Regions from separate parts of the Mus musculus genome. Here region 1 is linked to region 2. A link is a contact called in public Hi-C data. All regions are on one chromosome and are shown on one strand. Each heading gives the region's core, a stretch centred on a gene start, on an enhancer-like site or on the middle of the called end of the contact. The rest is flanking DNA. Distances are from core to core; before and after follow the strand shown. Region 1 overlaps Wwox (WW domain-containing oxidoreductase). Region 2 overlaps Wwox (WW domain-containing oxidoreductase).

Region 1 (3,609 bases), core at 83-2,582, 170 kb after region 2:
GATAGAAGGAGTTACAGTGCTTTGTGGATACAGAAGATGGAGACTTCTGCTTGACTTCAAAGACTCAGAAATGGGCTCACACCTGGTCAGAGGTCAGAGATCCAGACTCTGACCCTGGCAGGGACTTTAGGCTGGATGGTAGCTCAACAGTCAGGGCTTAACCAGTTAAAGACACCTGTGATCACAGCGCTCTGGAGGCTGAAGCAGGGGAATTGCTGTGAGTTCAAGTAAGCAGGGGATGCAGAGTAAGACACTGTTTCAAGAAGCAAAGGAAAACCCTTGAAGAGGAGAAACGTTGACAACCCCAGCAGAGAAGTCTGGGACATCAAGTCTCACTCAAACATGTGGAGACATGTTTGATTTTATTTAAAGAACTCCCAGCCAGTCCACATAGTTTTTAAAATTGCATGTTTTTCTCTCACTTTCTCTCTCTTTCTTTCTCTCTATTCTTTTTCTTTCTTCTTTCTTTCTTCCTTTCTTTCTTTTCTTCTTCCTCCTTCTCCTCCTCCCTCCTCTTCCTCCTTCTCCTTTTTGAATGGATGCCAAAGTCAGATGGCCACATCCTGTCCTATTGCATTATAAAGGATCAATCCTTGTTCTCACTCAGGAGAAAACTCAGAGCATGACCCCCATGTGGAAGTGATGGAGTTCAGGAACCTGGTAGTGAAATGGACCAGTGATATACGTGGCCGTCCTAGTTTCAAACATAATAAAAATAAATAAATAAGTAAATAAGAACAGAAGCGCTCATGAAAGTAACATACTTTAGGGCAGCCAACTGCAGGTAAATTTGGCTTTCCTTTGATAGCTACCGAATAATAACAGGATGGTTTCATTGGTGGCATTTTTCCCTGGTCTATTTTTATTTTTTATTATCTTCTGTTGTTTGCTTTTAGTTTTAAAAGTCCTTGCAAATACGCAACTTATAAATCATGCCGGAAATGCGTGTATTATTTCATTTGGGGGAAGAATCAAGTTCTAGAAGGCAATGCTCACATTTCACTTAATTACCAAACAAAGACATAATGGACTATTTTTCTGTATTCACGAGAGACAGAAGGACTGTCAGTTTGATTGCCTGTTAAGGTTTCGGTGAATCACAATGTTATTACGCTTTTAAATCAGAGGATCGGTTCCTTCCGCTAAGTCTAACAATACTAGAAAGTGAGAAGGAGGGGGGAAAACACCTCATCTGGGGCCGTAATATTTGCTGAAAAAAATCCACTTCAAAACATTAATCAAATTTTTCGCCTACTGGGCAACCATATGGCAGAGCAGCATGCGAATCTCACAAACTTGCTGATCTCCTGTAACCGGGTGCAATTAATTACGCTGGCTGCATCCATCTCTTGGATTTTCGCCTTGTGAAAAAAAAAAAGTATTTATTGTAACAGCTTTTACAAAACAAGGGAATGAAAATCTCAATTGATTAATGAGAGGAATGGAAATATTTCCGTTAGCAGATTTAAAAAAAAAAAAGGATTAATGCTGTGGATGGAAAGGCGCCCACCTCAAGCTCACCGTGAGGTGGGTTTGTGTTTTTATTTTGGACCCCCCAAAAGGTAGAGGAAGAGTGGGCTGAGAAGATACCCGGAGCTCTGAAATGCATAATTCACTAGCAGGCTTTGGATCGCAAGTAATAAAGGCTTAAACTGGGGAAGTAATAAAGAGATTGGCTTTACAAGACACTATCCTGGGAGACAGAAAAGCTTCTTTGATTTGAAAACACTGATCTTAAAGGACTCAGTGGGGTGAGGAACAGGACAGCCCTGACAAAGCAGGCAATGGAGGGAGCTCTTAAAGTAAGCAGGACACCCCGTCCTCAGCTAGTTACGCCTGGAGACTGCTGCACATCTGGGCAGATTACGGTTTTAGGGCTGCCCCATCAAAACAGGTGTCCTGGAGTGTGTTAGGACTGTCCTCACCTACTAACGCAAGGTGCGGACACAGCGTGAATGTGACCCTTTCCCCGTGGTATTTAGACTGTGAACTGGGGCAGTCAGATCCACTTCAAAGAGTGACCGTTAATATGTCACTGAGGTAACAGTCCTTCCCTCGTGGAGGACTGATGGGCCCCGGGCTGGGGTCTGTAGGCCAGCAGGAGCAGTGGTCCTTTGTCTCTCTCCAAACCTGTCCCCTTTCTGTGGAACCCCCAGCCGGGGTGGACAGTTGTGACCTTGTCTTCCCAGCATTCTTCACTCAGGAGGGTTAATTCCACACTCTTTAAAGAGTTAGCCCAGGAGGCTGGGTTTAAAATTCCAATAAACACCACCTTGAGAAAATAAGCAGAATACTAACTTCAACAGAATTATACGTGTTTGTAAGACTGAGGACTGGATCGCATTTGCAACCAATGAAGGAAAAAAAACATATTAGAGCAAAGCTTAGTAACTCAAGTTACAGGCTGACTTTTCTCTACAGTGACTCCCACATTTAAACGTGTGCCAGGAAACCATGTGGAGGGCCTTGTCTTTTGTTTTACTACAAATGTGAGTGTCTGGTCCAGTGCACGCGAGAACACTTGTGTACTCACTCGTGTGTGGGGAGAGGTAAGGGACAATGTCCTGCGTCATCCTCAGGAATCCATCTGCCTCTGTTAATATAGGATTTCTCACTGGCCAGGAGCTCACTAGTGAGGCTAGACTTGCCTGAGTGGGGAGCCCAAGGGATTTTTCCATTTCCAGCTCTCCAGCTCTGGAATTACAAACGCATGCCATCTCTCCCCCAGAACTTTTTATGTGAGTTCTGGGATCGAACTCACGTCTTAACGCTTGTACGGCAAACATTTTTACCTTCTGATGTCTCCCTCCAGCACCTGCAAATGACTTTTGATAAGACTTCATTATTATTTTATTAATGGGTACATAGTATACATGTGGCAAATATGAGGATTCATGTTTTGTTTTCTTTTGGTTTTAGTGTTTTTTGTGTTGGTTGGTGGTTGTTTGTTTGAGAGATGAAATCTTGAATCACCTAAACTCTCTGGGTGTCTAAGCGAGCAGTATCTAAAAAAAAAAAAAAAAAATCACAGTATTTCATTCGAGCAACCCATCCTGTACAGGATGTATGTTTATGTTAACACTCATGTTTGAAAATACTGCCATAGAGGAAAAAGAATAATGGTGAACTTTAAGGTAGCAGACGTATCCAAGCGGCTAAGAGACATAAAAGCCACAATGGGTGGCTCCCAAACGCTCCCTGAGCTAGGGGAATGGCACACTGGTTAGCCTGCCTGCTGCACCAGCATGGGGACCTGAGCCTGTAGCCAGCATGAAGGCTGTGGGAGGTGGCACAGATCTGCAATCCCAGTGCGGAGAGTGGAGAAGGATGAAACAGGGGCATCCCTGGAGCCTGATGCCCAGCTGGTCTAGCCAAAGAGATGAGTTCTGGGTCATGAAAGTCCCGGTTAGTTCATAGGTAGGTAGGTAAGCAGGCAGGCAGGCAGACAGACAGACAGGCAGACAGGCAGGCAGACAGACAGGCAGACAGAATGAAAAGTAGGGTGGAGAAAGATTAAGAAAGACACTTGATGTCAACCTGTAGCTTCTATATGTATAGCCCCACACGAGCACATTCAATTGAACATGTACACAACACACACGTGCATGC
Region 2 (3,609 bases), core at 484-2,983:
CTGCAGAGGCCAGAGGAGCATGTCAGAGTTCTTGGAGCTAGAGTTACAGGTGGTTATGTGCTGCCTACTACGGGAGCTGGAAAGCAAACGTGGGTCATTTAAAAGAAGAGCAATGAGCACTCTTGATGCTGAGCCACCTCTCCCGTCTTTGCTTTTTCTTCAGTACGGTTTTATATTTGTGTGCATTTGTAGTGTGTATATGTATGCGTGTGCACGTGATGTTCACACCAATTCCCCACAGAGTCAACATTAGATGTCTTCCTCTACTACTCTCTATACATGCCTTCCCCTACCCCTTTGATTCAGTATGCGCCATTTCAGCTCAGTTGGCTGCCAGGGACCCTAGGATCTGTCTCTATCTCTACCTAGGTTTCCTCAGCTGGAGCCAAGTGCTCAGCCTTCTTAAGTGGGTTCTGGAGATCTGACCTCAGGTTCTCATGCTTATTCAGCAAACAATTTACCTGCTGAGCCACCTCCCCAATCCTTTCAAAATTAATTTATATTCAGATATTATTACCGTTACTTGTTCCTTTAAACAGAGCAGCACACAGAGAAATCGCTAGTGTTCTCTTCTATCAGAACACGGGCTGGTCCAGCCTACACATTTGCTCATGGTTGGGTGGACAGGTAGCAAGCAATGCTATCTGGGCTGACCTCTTCATCTGAGATCACCTTGTCTTCGTTAGAAGAATCTTGCTTCTCCTGTGTGTTCCACAGTGGTACAGAACAGACAGGGCCCGAGTCTTACTGTAGAACAGGCCTCTGGTAAGTTATAATTAATCAGCTTCAACCTTCTAACAGGAGCCAGCTGGTGAACGTGACATTGCTGGAACTGGACAGGTGTGGCAGTGAGACACACGGTCCCTTGCCGGTCACAGGGTATTCCAGTAGGTGGGTAGGACTGGGGAGATTCTGAGCGCCCACCTCTGAGGACTGGACAGAGTAAAATAAAAAAAGAGTGAAAGATTCCCTTTCATTTTTTTCTTCTTCTCTTTCTCAGGTTAATATGAAATTTTAGGAGCACAGGAGCGAGACTTCCGGCTCGACAGAGCGGCTAAGTCACCGAGCCGACTTTTCTCTGAAGCAAAAGCGATGTACAATGTTGATGTGTGCCAAGAACTCACTTGGGCATGGGGCCAAGAGAATGCGGCCTGTCAGTCGTCCGTGGGGGAACGAGAGAGCAGGGAGTCCAAGCACATTTGGAGAGATGCCTTACAGTTCTGAGGCAGCCTTTTCACGTCCACAGAAGCCCTGCCCCCCCCCCCCCCACCCAAACTCGAAACCTCTTGTTTCTGGCTCTGGGAGGCAGCTGTTGGCGAAGACATACCTCTTTGGCAAACCAACGTCATCCTCAAGCAGACCCTGTGGTGTGAGGGGTCTGGAAGGGGCCAGGCCAAGGTGGTAAACCTTCCTACCAGATCATCTCTTGTCTCTTGCATTCAGCCAAGGCAATGTGCTCTGCAGAGCCAACCCTTGCCTGTCTCAGAATCATGACTTGCTTGTGACTAAGTAGAGGCTGAATCGGCACCCTGATCCCCCACACCCCCCCACACCCCCCAGAGCCCTGGAGTCCCCTCCACACCCCCCCCCCAGCCCTGGAGTCCCCTCCACCCGCTCTTTACAAAATCAGTTCATCTGGGTAATTTTTAAAGCGCAGCACGTGGGCCAGCTGGAATTGTTTGCCTCTTCCTGGCCAAATGTTTGGGGCGCCTTCCAGCCTTCAGTCTACATGCTGTGTGTGTGTGCTAGCAAGATCTGGAAGGCACGTCCAGGACTGGGAAGGAGGGTGTTGCTGACCGCAGGACCCGCCAACTTCCCTAGGCAGGAATGAGAAAGAAGCCTGCTCTTTTTAGGCAAGCCACTGTCAGGCAACACTGTCAGGCAGTGATTCTCTGGGCTTGGATATTAATGCTCACATTCACTGGCTTCTGAGCTAAACCCCCCATCCCAGATCCTTAAAAAGAGAAGATGATTTTCCAGGGAAAGGAGTGTGTGTGTGTGTGTGTGTGTGTGTGTGTGTGTGTGTGTGTGTGTGTGTATGTGTGTGTGTGTGTGTGTGTGTGAGCTTATTTATGCTGCTCTTATCCAGAACAGGGCTGATAGGAAAGTCACTGGACAAGGGTCTGCCTGGCAGGATGCTGCCTGCCTTCCTTCTAGAAAGCAGGCTACTTAGATAAGGTGCAGTAGTGGCAGAAGTCGCCTTGAACACTTGGCAAGTGTGTTCATTTAGAAGGAAATAATACAAAGAGAAGGGCAGAATATTCTGTCTGCCTCCTCCCTCCAGCCACGGGGAAGGTAGATAATTAGACTTCATTTACAATCCAGAGCTTTCAAAAATAAGACCTGTGTTGGTTATTTATTTATTTATTTTTAAAGATCTTTTAACTTTGAAGTTCTGGAGATTGGGGCGGGAAGCTGCCTTGTGTGAAATGTGCCTGGCCTATTGTACTTGGGGGAGTCGGAAAAAAAAAAAAAAAAAAAAAAAAAAAACGGGGACAATAATAGCCCTTCACGGAGGAGACGGGATTGTGTTCAACACACCATTTATCTCCTTTTGGACACAAAAGCATATGTGCAAATATGTCCATTTATACATTCTTCTTCTGGGGGCCTGTGACTCTTCCAAGTCATTATTCATATTAATTAATGTGTGTTTGGTTTATAAACTGCTGGGCTTAAGAACTCAAGTTGAAATGTTCTAGGAAAGTCAATACCCCAGCACTGCCTGTGACAGGGTAGGGGTGAGGGGTGGGGGTGGAGCTAATGGGCTGGATCCAGCCTTCCAATAGGGTGACAGGAGCTTTACACATCTGGGACAAGGCAAAAGGCCCTGTGAAGGGCCTTATATTTGCTGTCTGGAGACCGGCATCCATTCTTCCACCCTCCTGGATCCACAGAGAGCTTCTCAGGATAAACTGGGTCATAGTTCATAAATTCTGAGTGTCCAAGGAAGGGGGGAAAATGATAGTATTACTGAAACACAGTCCACACAATTCTGTTTTCTGGAATGGCCCAGCTCTCTGGGCCTGTTAAAGGCAGTTCATCAGCAAAGCACTTTGCATTAGAGCCAGGAAAGGGAGCTGGGTAAAGAGGCATGAAAAAAAAAATACCAGAAGATGTTTGTGAATACTTTCCAAAAATTCCAGGAAGACATATGCGTTTCAAGACATGGATCTCGCTAATAAACATTAGGTCATAAAATAATTCAGTGTACATGTGTGGGTTTTAGAGAACACTCTCTGAAAGAATTTTTCTGGAAAAAAATAAAAGCAACCTTGCTGTTCACTGTTTTAAAACTCCCTCCCCCCCCCCCCAAAGAGCTATTTCCAAATACAACCTAGAGATACATTTTATTTCAGTTTCCCACAGATGTGTCTCTCCACACCTGCTATTCTGGTTATTTATTAACCATGTCTAGTTTTGTAGTTTCTAGCTTTTACATCTTTAAAGTCATTAAAACTCAACAAGAGAATTAATCACAAAAGAAATCTATCAAATACCGGTGCCAAGCACTTTTTTCCCCTCCCTGACTGACATCTTTAAAATGTATTTTAAGGTTATTTATTTCATCACACCCAGGGAATAAAAAAATAATAACTTGCAAGCCTC

The links. A called contact is a pair of places that touch in the nucleus more often than the background predicts.
Region 1: a contact with region 2 is called in a Hi-C map of cerebellar granule neurons, with 2.7 times the contacts expected there. The contact joins two enhancer-like sites. A contact is called at or near these places in 9 of 484 Hi-C or Micro-C datasets (the N1E-115 cell line, brain, cerebellar granule neurons and 3 more) and 1 of 115 datasets of contacts at active chromatin or transcription factors (fibro-adipogenic progenitors).

The regions. Positions count from the first base shown.
Region 1 is chr8:114,598,049-114,601,657 of GRCm38.p6, reverse strand. All of the region lies in intron 5 of Wwox (WW domain-containing oxidoreductase), which reads right to left. Among named protein-coding and RNA genes, the nearest start is that of Gm16116, 3.2 kb to the right of the region's middle. Within about 2 kb of position 1,332, at least 5 of the 459 cell types and tissues checked have an H3K27ac peak or open chromatin away from gene starts, as enhancers often do. A contact at or near this core is called in cerebellar granule neurons and cerebellum, where this site is marked.
Region 2 is chr8:114,771,810-114,775,418 of GRCm38.p6, reverse strand. The region is part of intron 8 of Wwox (WW domain-containing oxidoreductase); the gene reads right to left. Among named protein-coding and RNA genes, the nearest start is that of Gm16118, 66 kb to the right of the region's middle. Within about 2 kb of position 1,733, at least 62 of the 459 cell types and tissues checked have an H3K27ac peak or open chromatin away from gene starts, as enhancers often do. A contact at or near this core is called in cerebellar granule neurons and cerebellum, where this site is marked.